Linked DNA regions of Macaca mulatta: region 1 is linked to region 2. A link is a contact called in public Hi-C data. All regions are on one chromosome and are shown on one strand. The core of a region is the stretch at or near the end of the contact, and the rest is flanking DNA. Distances in the headings are between cores, read along the strand shown.

What was found. A called contact is a pair of places that touch in the nucleus more often than the background predicts.
Region 1: a Hi-C map of fetal cortical plate shows a contact between it and region 2, with 5 times the contacts expected there. The contact joins two enhancer-like sites. A contact is called at or near these places in 2 of 14 Hi-C or Micro-C datasets (fetal cortex germinal zone and fetal cortical plate).

Annotation. Positions count from the first base shown.
Region 1 is chr6:94,369,035-94,373,040 of T2T-MMU8v2.0, reverse strand. No RefSeq gene overlaps it. Among named protein-coding and RNA genes, the nearest start is that of TMEM161B, 320 kb to the left of the region's middle. Within about 2 kb of position 2,155, at least 13 of the 40 cell types and tissues checked have an H3K27ac peak or open chromatin away from gene starts, as enhancers often do. A contact at or near this core is called in fetal cortex germinal zone and fetal cortical plate, where this site is marked.
Region 2 is chr6:94,198,113-94,202,411 of T2T-MMU8v2.0, reverse strand. No RefSeq gene overlaps it. Among named protein-coding and RNA genes, the nearest start is that of CCNH, 410 kb to the right of the region's middle. Within about 2 kb of position 2,376, at least 11 of the 40 cell types and tissues checked have an H3K27ac peak or open chromatin away from gene starts, as enhancers often do. A contact at or near this core is called in fetal cortex germinal zone and fetal cortical plate, where this site is marked.

The sequences.
Region 1 (4,006 bases), core at 906-3,405, 170 kb before region 2:
TATTTTTATTAACCTCAGTAGTTTGTTTGGTTCTTTGGTCAGATGAGGACTTGAGAAAGCTAATGTATTAACACACTTTTAACTCATTGTTAGCAGTGGGAACTTGGGATTTTGTCTTTGCTTCCTACCTAGTATCACACTGTTCCTCAACTAAACTCCTTGGCTATCCTCTCAAGGCCTTCTAACAATGCCCCACCTAGGCCGCTGACATAGAGGGATCCAAAGCAAGTCTCAAAGTACAGCTTGTGGATGGTTTCAGATTATGACATGTGATCATTGAAAACTCTTCTTATCTATCCTCACCTTTTTTTTCTTTTTCATTCCTCTCACCTTAAGTCCTATAGAGATGTAAGCACCACAGCTACTAATAAAATAATTTGACTTTCAGTAAGAGTTGGGAACCTCCATCTGGTGTAAACATGTAGAGGGATGCTCTTGGTGCTAGTTAGCAGAAAATGTGGGAAGCAGGGACAAATTCCTCTTCATAAACAACCTGCCCTGTGATGAGCTTCTCATTCATTATAAGTTATGGTAGTTACAAGTCCCTCAAATTTAGGTATAATCTAAGAATAGATGATTTTGGCTCCTTGTTAACCACAACTCTTCTGTTGAGAAGCAGCCACTGGTGCAAATGTGCATTGTGCAAATAATTCTTCCTACACCGAATTTAACGAGATAACACAATCCCAGTTGGAGTCTTTGCACAGAATAAAGGTATATATTGAATGAATGCATGAAAGATGACCAAAGCATAGTTTGATTATGTCTAGGTGAACTGGTAAATGGTAGATGATATCAGGGATATGTTTTCTCTTCACATCTAAAAGATGTTGGTAGATGTTGTGGGTAAAGGTAAGTGGAGAGTAGCAATTCTTCAAGGGTGAAAGCGAGAATTCCCCTTGCTTACATGTATCATCTTTTTATTTTCCTACTCAACAACTATGTTAGTTAAGACAGGGGAAGGTAAGTTTGGGATAGCTTCTGTAAACCTTATATAATCTGAAAGACCGTAGTTTAGGGTGTGGTGCTCTCCTAGTTGAAAAGATGTTTTGTAAAACTTAATCATTAATTTTTATTTTTATGTTATTTCTTTTATTCTTGTGTCTATAGGCTAGGCAGTGCACCATGCTTTTCTGTGGAACAGATATCACCTCTCCATAAACAGAATCCTTTGGCTATCCCTCTTTGGTTAGCTATTTGATGAAAAGATTACAGAATCAGGCTGTATCTGAGACCTATTTTGTAGCCTACATATATTTACATAAATTCTTTAAAAAGTAAATAAAAAGAACCAAATGAATAAAATGGTGAAGACATGTGAGATCTAAAGCAGCTACTTATTTGAAGGGTAGAAAAAGACAGTCTTGTATCATTACAATTAAACTGAGTACACCGGTTCATTTACTATTTTTGGTGAATTTTAATTGAGTTGTGTCTCATTTTTATAAATGTTGTCAATCTTCATTTTCTCTGTCTCCCATGCACCAGCTTAAACACACACACATGCAGATCCACATACGGGCATGTTTTGGGAGAGTGCTGACTATGGATATACCCTGACACGAACTTACACACAGTGACACATAATGCTATAAACACTAAAACATCCAACCTTGATAGAACACCCATAAGAACAACAACAAAAAAGCCTTCTTTTTAATGCATTTATTTTATGGACACAAAAGCTCAGCTAGTAATCAGTTTTGATAACTTTAGATGTCTGTTTCCCTGATGTAATGACTAGACTGAGGCAATAACAATACTTCATTATGCTATTCAAAGTGTATGGCAGGATTCAGTCAGAGCTAGACTCAAAACCTGGCCCACAGCTGAAAGCAGAGATGATGCATTAATCCACAGCAACACCCTCTCCCCCACTGCTCCCCTCAGCATTCAGCCACTAATAATGGATATCATTTTTCTTCATAAAACTAGTGGTACTTGAATCAAGCACATGACAGTCAAGGTTTGTTGTCTTTCAAGCAGGTGATTACAGGATTGAACTTCCCAAATGAGAAGCCAGTGGAATACAAATAGTTAAGAACACGTTTAAAGGGGGAAAAATTGTCCAGCCCCATCTGTCAAACTGTGTGTATGACATCATCAGATATTCTGCACTTGTTTGCAGCTATTCAGGACGGCCCGCCCCGCAGTCTATGCTTTGTGTTCCAGTTTCCTTTACAGGGCCAGCGGGCTGGAAAATTACCACATGCTGTCACAGTTAGCTCAGCCAGGTCTTGTTATCATTGTTTCCAAGGAATCCATTCATTCTGTTATTTTACATATTGGGCAGACGTCCTGCCACTGAGGCTTGGGCTGCAGTAACTTGAAGGGCCAAACGTTAATGGGCCTCTATTGTTGGTAGAATGGCAGTGCAATACGTGGGAAAAAATACCCAGACAGCTCCCTGACACTGGTTTAGGACCTCTAGACTTAGGGGGTAGCCTGTGAAGATCTTTTATGTAAACAAGCCTTCAATAAACAATGAATATCTCCTGTGTCAATATTCATAACCCATCAATAAAAAAAATTATAACTCTTCAACTAGAAAGAAGCCCAAATGTATTATGGATGATGGAGCTTTTCCTTAAAATAATCTATAGAATGTGGACAAGTCTCCTTCTACACACTGCTAATTTATAGAGGGGGAGGGCAACATTGTTGAGGCTTTGAGGAAAGAAAAGCATTTGATTTGGGGCTAGCTGTATTCTCATTGCAGTGGATAATACGGTGTGTAAGTTTTGTGACTTCCACCACTACAGACTGAAATAAAGACAAGGGCCTAGGTGACACATTACATCTTCACCATGCTGGCAATTTAAAGAAAGTTAATGAAAACATTAGAAAAGTTGTCTAGATAAAGCTTAACTTTAGGATGGGTTATGTTATCTTGATTAATTAGAGCATAAATAAGAATGAAATTTAAAAACTCTAGTGATATCGATATAGGAAAATCCATTCTTTATGGAAGATATATAGTGAAGCTACAGTTTTTGTTTTTCTTTTAATGGAATACTTTCTCTTTCTTGTTTCAAGATAAATCTGATCTTTTGATTATACAGTGTGTTGGAAAGGGATCACAAAGTGTTATGGATCTTCTAATTTTTATTACTGGCCCCAGAAACTCTTCCACGTGACTTTCTTCACCTTGGACAACAGGCGACTTGATAACTAGACCTGGCTGCTCAAAATGGAACAGCATATGGTAGTTAGTTAAATCCATTGGCACTTAAAAAAACTGTAATTCAAGTTCTTATCATTTTAAACATTCTCATGATTAGTTCAGCTGTTACTTCAGCTAATTTATTTTATTGATTCTGCACAGAGCTCCAAATGGCCCTGTGGAAGTTTACATTAGAATAGTTCTTATCTCAAATCATTTGAAGAATTAGAGCATGGGGTTGAGCCCTTGGAGTGGAGGACTGAAAGAGAAGGAGATGGGAATAGTCTGGTTCTGACAAACACAATCTGTACCACATTTAAGATAAAATATAATGTATTAAAAAGTTGCTCTATCCCAAAGTCAGTTTTGTCACTTTGCCTTTTTTAGAAAACATATTTTAATTTCAACTAAGATCATTTTTGTGTCTGGCAGCTAATTTTAAATGGTTCCCCTTTTCAGCTGACATTAAGAGCCAATTGAGATAAATTTATTTTTCTGTAAGGTAATATATGTCAGGATGAGATTTCCTAAGCCAAGCCCTTCAGGCAATCATAATCATTTTGTAAACTGTTGATAATGTCATCTTTAAGAAAAAAGATTTCTTCAGTGTATAAAATGTTGCATTAAGATAAATATTAAAATGTGGCAGTCCATTCGAATATAATATTTTAGATAATCTTACAGAATTTTGAAATTGTTTTTTTTTTTAAAGTAAGTAACATCCTTTACAATCTATTGTGTTTTTTTTTTTTTTTTTTTTTTTTTTAAAACATTTCTTTCTGCTCTCAACTTGATTCTTTTGCCAGGCTTCTGCAAGAAACAAGTTTTGATAAAGAAGTCTAC
Region 2 (4,299 bases), core at 1,127-3,626:
GCAACTTAGTCAGTTATTTTACATTCTAGCTACTTGCCTAAGATACAAGGCAGTCTAAAATTGCCAACTGATGACTGATTTAAAAATTTTTCATACAGTAAGTGACTAGCTCTCAGGGTTCTTTTAAGAAACACAAATCAGTAAAGGAACTGAACCAATCAGTACAAAATTAACTGGTGATACCCAATTGAAAAAATCAAATCTAATGAAAATAAAATTAGCAACAGATTTTGTTGTTTATCTGTATCAGCTAGCATATACAAATGTTAAAGCTTTTCAACTGAATTGCGGAATTTATAAAAATGTATGCCCGACATCATATTTTAAAAAGAAACTATCATCCAACACATAACTTGGCAAGTTTTTGTTAGTTAACTGTTCTACTCAAATTAGATCTATTGATTAAAATATTTAAATACTTTATTTAAATCTGCATTCAAAGTATGACATTAGGAAGGTGTTGAAATAAAAATACAAAACAAAATTTATAAATTATAATATTTAATGCCAAATGTTTAAAAATGTTAAAAGAATGTAATGTCTAAATTTAAAGTCTAAGCTAACAAATTTAGGAGACCCCACAAATGGGAAATACCAATTAACAATTAGGTAACATTTTGAGTACTTTGAAAAATAATTTAATAATAAAATCTAAATTATAAATGCAATTTAAATCTTTGAAGAATTATGTAAAAAAAGTTGTACAATATGAAGAAACGAAATTTTGCCTAAAAAACAAAGTAATTTAGTATTGTTCTTATTTTCTGTTTATTATATTCAACTTAAAAATTGTATTTCTTGTGTATGTTTTGGAGAATCATTAGAGGTGGATTTTAACAAGAAAATAAGAACTTTTGCATTCATTCTTATGTTTTATATTTTTAGAGGAGAATTATTGTTAATGCTTTATTTTCAAGTGATTACTACTGTTTTTATCCAGTAAGTAGGAAAGAGTTCACCAAGATGAATTTTATAAGTATCTGTTTCTGTTTTGTATAAGCCTTGATTCCTATATTCTTGCAAGACAATTATGGTTTCTAGAGATTGTTTAAAAAGTCATTTTCAGTGGAAATCCTGCTGTTTCTACATATAATTCTTTCTCTTGAACTAGAAATTATTTATCCTTAATATTAAACTAATAACTTTAGTATCTGGCCCTTTTAACTATTATTGTTTTCAATAGAAACAACCCTAACTTACTTTTTCTTTCTTTCTTTCTTTTTTTTTTTTTTTTTTTTTTTTTGCCATGTAACTACCATTTCTGGCCAAAAAAAAAAAAAAAAAGAAAAAAAAAAGTTGTTTTTACACCTGAATCTTTTTTCTCTCTTTTTCATCCTTTCCTCCCTCTTTTTCTTTCTTTCTTCCTTCTTCTCCTTTCCTTCCTTTTCCTTTCTTTTTTGTCTTCTTTTATTTTTGGAGGATAACGTTATTGAATCAAGTAGCTGTTTAGAAGGTGGAGCGAATGTTACTACCTGTAGTCAACTGGCAAGAAAAATGAAAACCTTTATCACATGAGAAGTATTTAAAGTAAACAGATTTACTCAGAGGAAGGCCTGAAAAAACATGGAGTAGAAGTTACAGTCTGGCACATAAACTTAAATCTTGTTTGGGAATTTTTTGGTGGAGTGTCTTTCTAAAATGCAGTCTGCTGATTTATTTATTTATTTTTTTAAAAAGGCTGACAGTTAATTAGCACAGAGTCTTATTACAGAAGTCTCCTCTAAAGCAGACATATTCAAGTTATACTGAGGCGATTGTCATAAAGGGGTTGTTTGCTGTGGCGCTCACAGATGGCAGAAAAGACAGCCCAGGAACGCAAACAGCCTGATAATCAAGATAGCTTTAAAATATGGGTGAGTGTTCAACTCTGATGCTGGCAGCAGTCTCTTTTCAAATATCTTGGGTTTTATGTCCAAGTGGTTTACTTTAAAGCAACGTTGTCATCAAAGGGGTCCCAGAGTCAAGAATAATCATGATAATTACCCAGAATTGCACCCCCCCAATAATCATAATAATAATCCTGAATCTTAACCAAGTATAATACTGTTTGTGCAATACACTGCTACATTCAAAAAGATGAAGTGCTAGACAACTACGATTTATTCTTAACTGACAAAGTAGCTATAATTGTATGACTTTCTAGGATAATGGTTTAAACAAAAGTAAATAGTAAAAAAAAAAAAGGTCCCCCACCCCGCCCCCCCAAAAAAGATTGGAAAGCTTAGCTGTTTTTAGTACCCATTGATGAAAGCAGTGTTCTCTGATCCATGCTGCTATTGTTGGTTTTAGTTTAGCTCCCTCTCAATCAATATCTAACAGGGCATGATTTAATAAGGTTTTATAATCTCCAAAAATGGTTGGGGGAGGGTGGTTGTGGTATTGTCATTCATCAAAGGGGGCCTTTCAGGTTTCTTTGCTTTCACCTGCTGGGACCCATTTGGTCTCTTTCAAAGAGAATGCAATGACAAAATGAATGAGAAATGCTAGAATAAGAGTCCCTTATTCTACCCAATAGTATAATCAATGGGTACTTGTAATCCCTATTGTACCTCACAGAGGTAGTTGTAAGACAATTAAATCTTGCTTCTCAGGCAAATGATTTTGGTAGTTAACCTGAAACAGCCAACAATATTGAAGAGAATGAATGCATTTGAAGCAATGATGTAATGGGATACTGCTTGGCCAGAAAAGCAGGCATGTGTATTGATGTGCATATCTATATGTGTATGTTTATTTCAACACTCTATGTCCACAGTTTTCATGATTCATAGGTCCTTAGATATTATGTGGGTAAGTGGCAAGGATTTAAAAAAAATTCATAATCTGCCCTTTTAATTTATATTTTAAAAGAACACAAAAATATTCTTATTTTTGCAGCATTATATACTCTAAACTGTAGTTTCATAAACAGAAAACATTTACATAGTTAACATCAGTTTGATGTGACAACCAATTTAGTTTTAATTTCATTTGCATCAGCTAAATTCAATTTCTCTTTCCCTCCTTACTGAATTGCTTGAATGTCAAAAGGAAGCTTGTAGTCTTTCGAAGAGATACTCATTTCAGCCTGCATTATTTGTTCACCTTCAGTTGTGTGGACTTCCTATTTTATTTTAAGTATAGTCTATCAGGATTCTCATGGTTTATCCTTTATAAGAAGGAATACAAATGTGCCAAGTGACAAAATTGCATAGCGCACACAAATTCTAAAAGATTTGTGAAAAAAAGTATACATTTGTTAGGAAGTCTTCTACTTACTGATAAATATTAAATACAAAATAAATGGAGCAAAGAGATTGCTATGAGAAACAACATAAACATGCATTTTAGTTCAGAATAATTTAAAATTTTAATTAATAATTTAAAAATTAAAGGGCTCTGCCTTTAGTATAATTTAAATATACTTTTAATTTCTCGTGTCTCATTTATGTTGAAAATATCCATATTCCTTTGCCAAAATTCTCTAAGAAGCCTCAATTAGTTATTATTTATATTTAGTTCAAGCTTTATTCCTGAGGTACAAATTCTACATTTAATTACACACACAAACATGTAATAAACATACTTTTATCGCTGGAGGTACACATTTTCTTCTCCACCTAAGGGGGTTCTAATAAAAAGCTATCGATTTGGGAGATCTGTACTCCAAAAATGTATTGACCCAGACATACAGATATCACAGATGTGTGCTGTGCACAAAGTGCATATGTCTTTTCATTAAGTTATGCAGATATGTAGCTTCCTTATACATAAATAAAATTACTCTCCATTGATGCTTGTACACCTAATTCTCTCAATTATCCTTAAATATTGAAAAGCAACTTTCAGGGAACTAGGCATGTTGCTACATATGACTTCCAAGGCAGAAATATTGGTATCAGAATTCTACATACTTGTAGATTATTTTTAAAACCTGTTATTTTTCTATGTTTAGATCATAGAGGAATAGAAAAACCCCTTAGAAAAATAAATTGACCTAAAAAAAAGATATGTTTGCTTAGAATGCTGAGTTTAGTGAAGAGTGATGCACCTGACTCCTCTGGATACTTCCGAATGAGTCTGGCTAATTGGCGTAACCTAAGCCAATGGCCATTTGAAAGACTCGAGGTCAGGTGTTTTATTGCTGGGATAGTATTCAAAAAAATGACTGTCAGGGGTGAACGAAGAATTATGTCAAGAGCATTCAGCATTACTGCCACTAAAGAGAGAGGAGGGGAAAAACATTGTGAAGAAAAACATGTCATTTTCTAAATGAGCTAGGGGAGGAGGATAGGGCAATAATGTGGCCTTCAGCTGTTG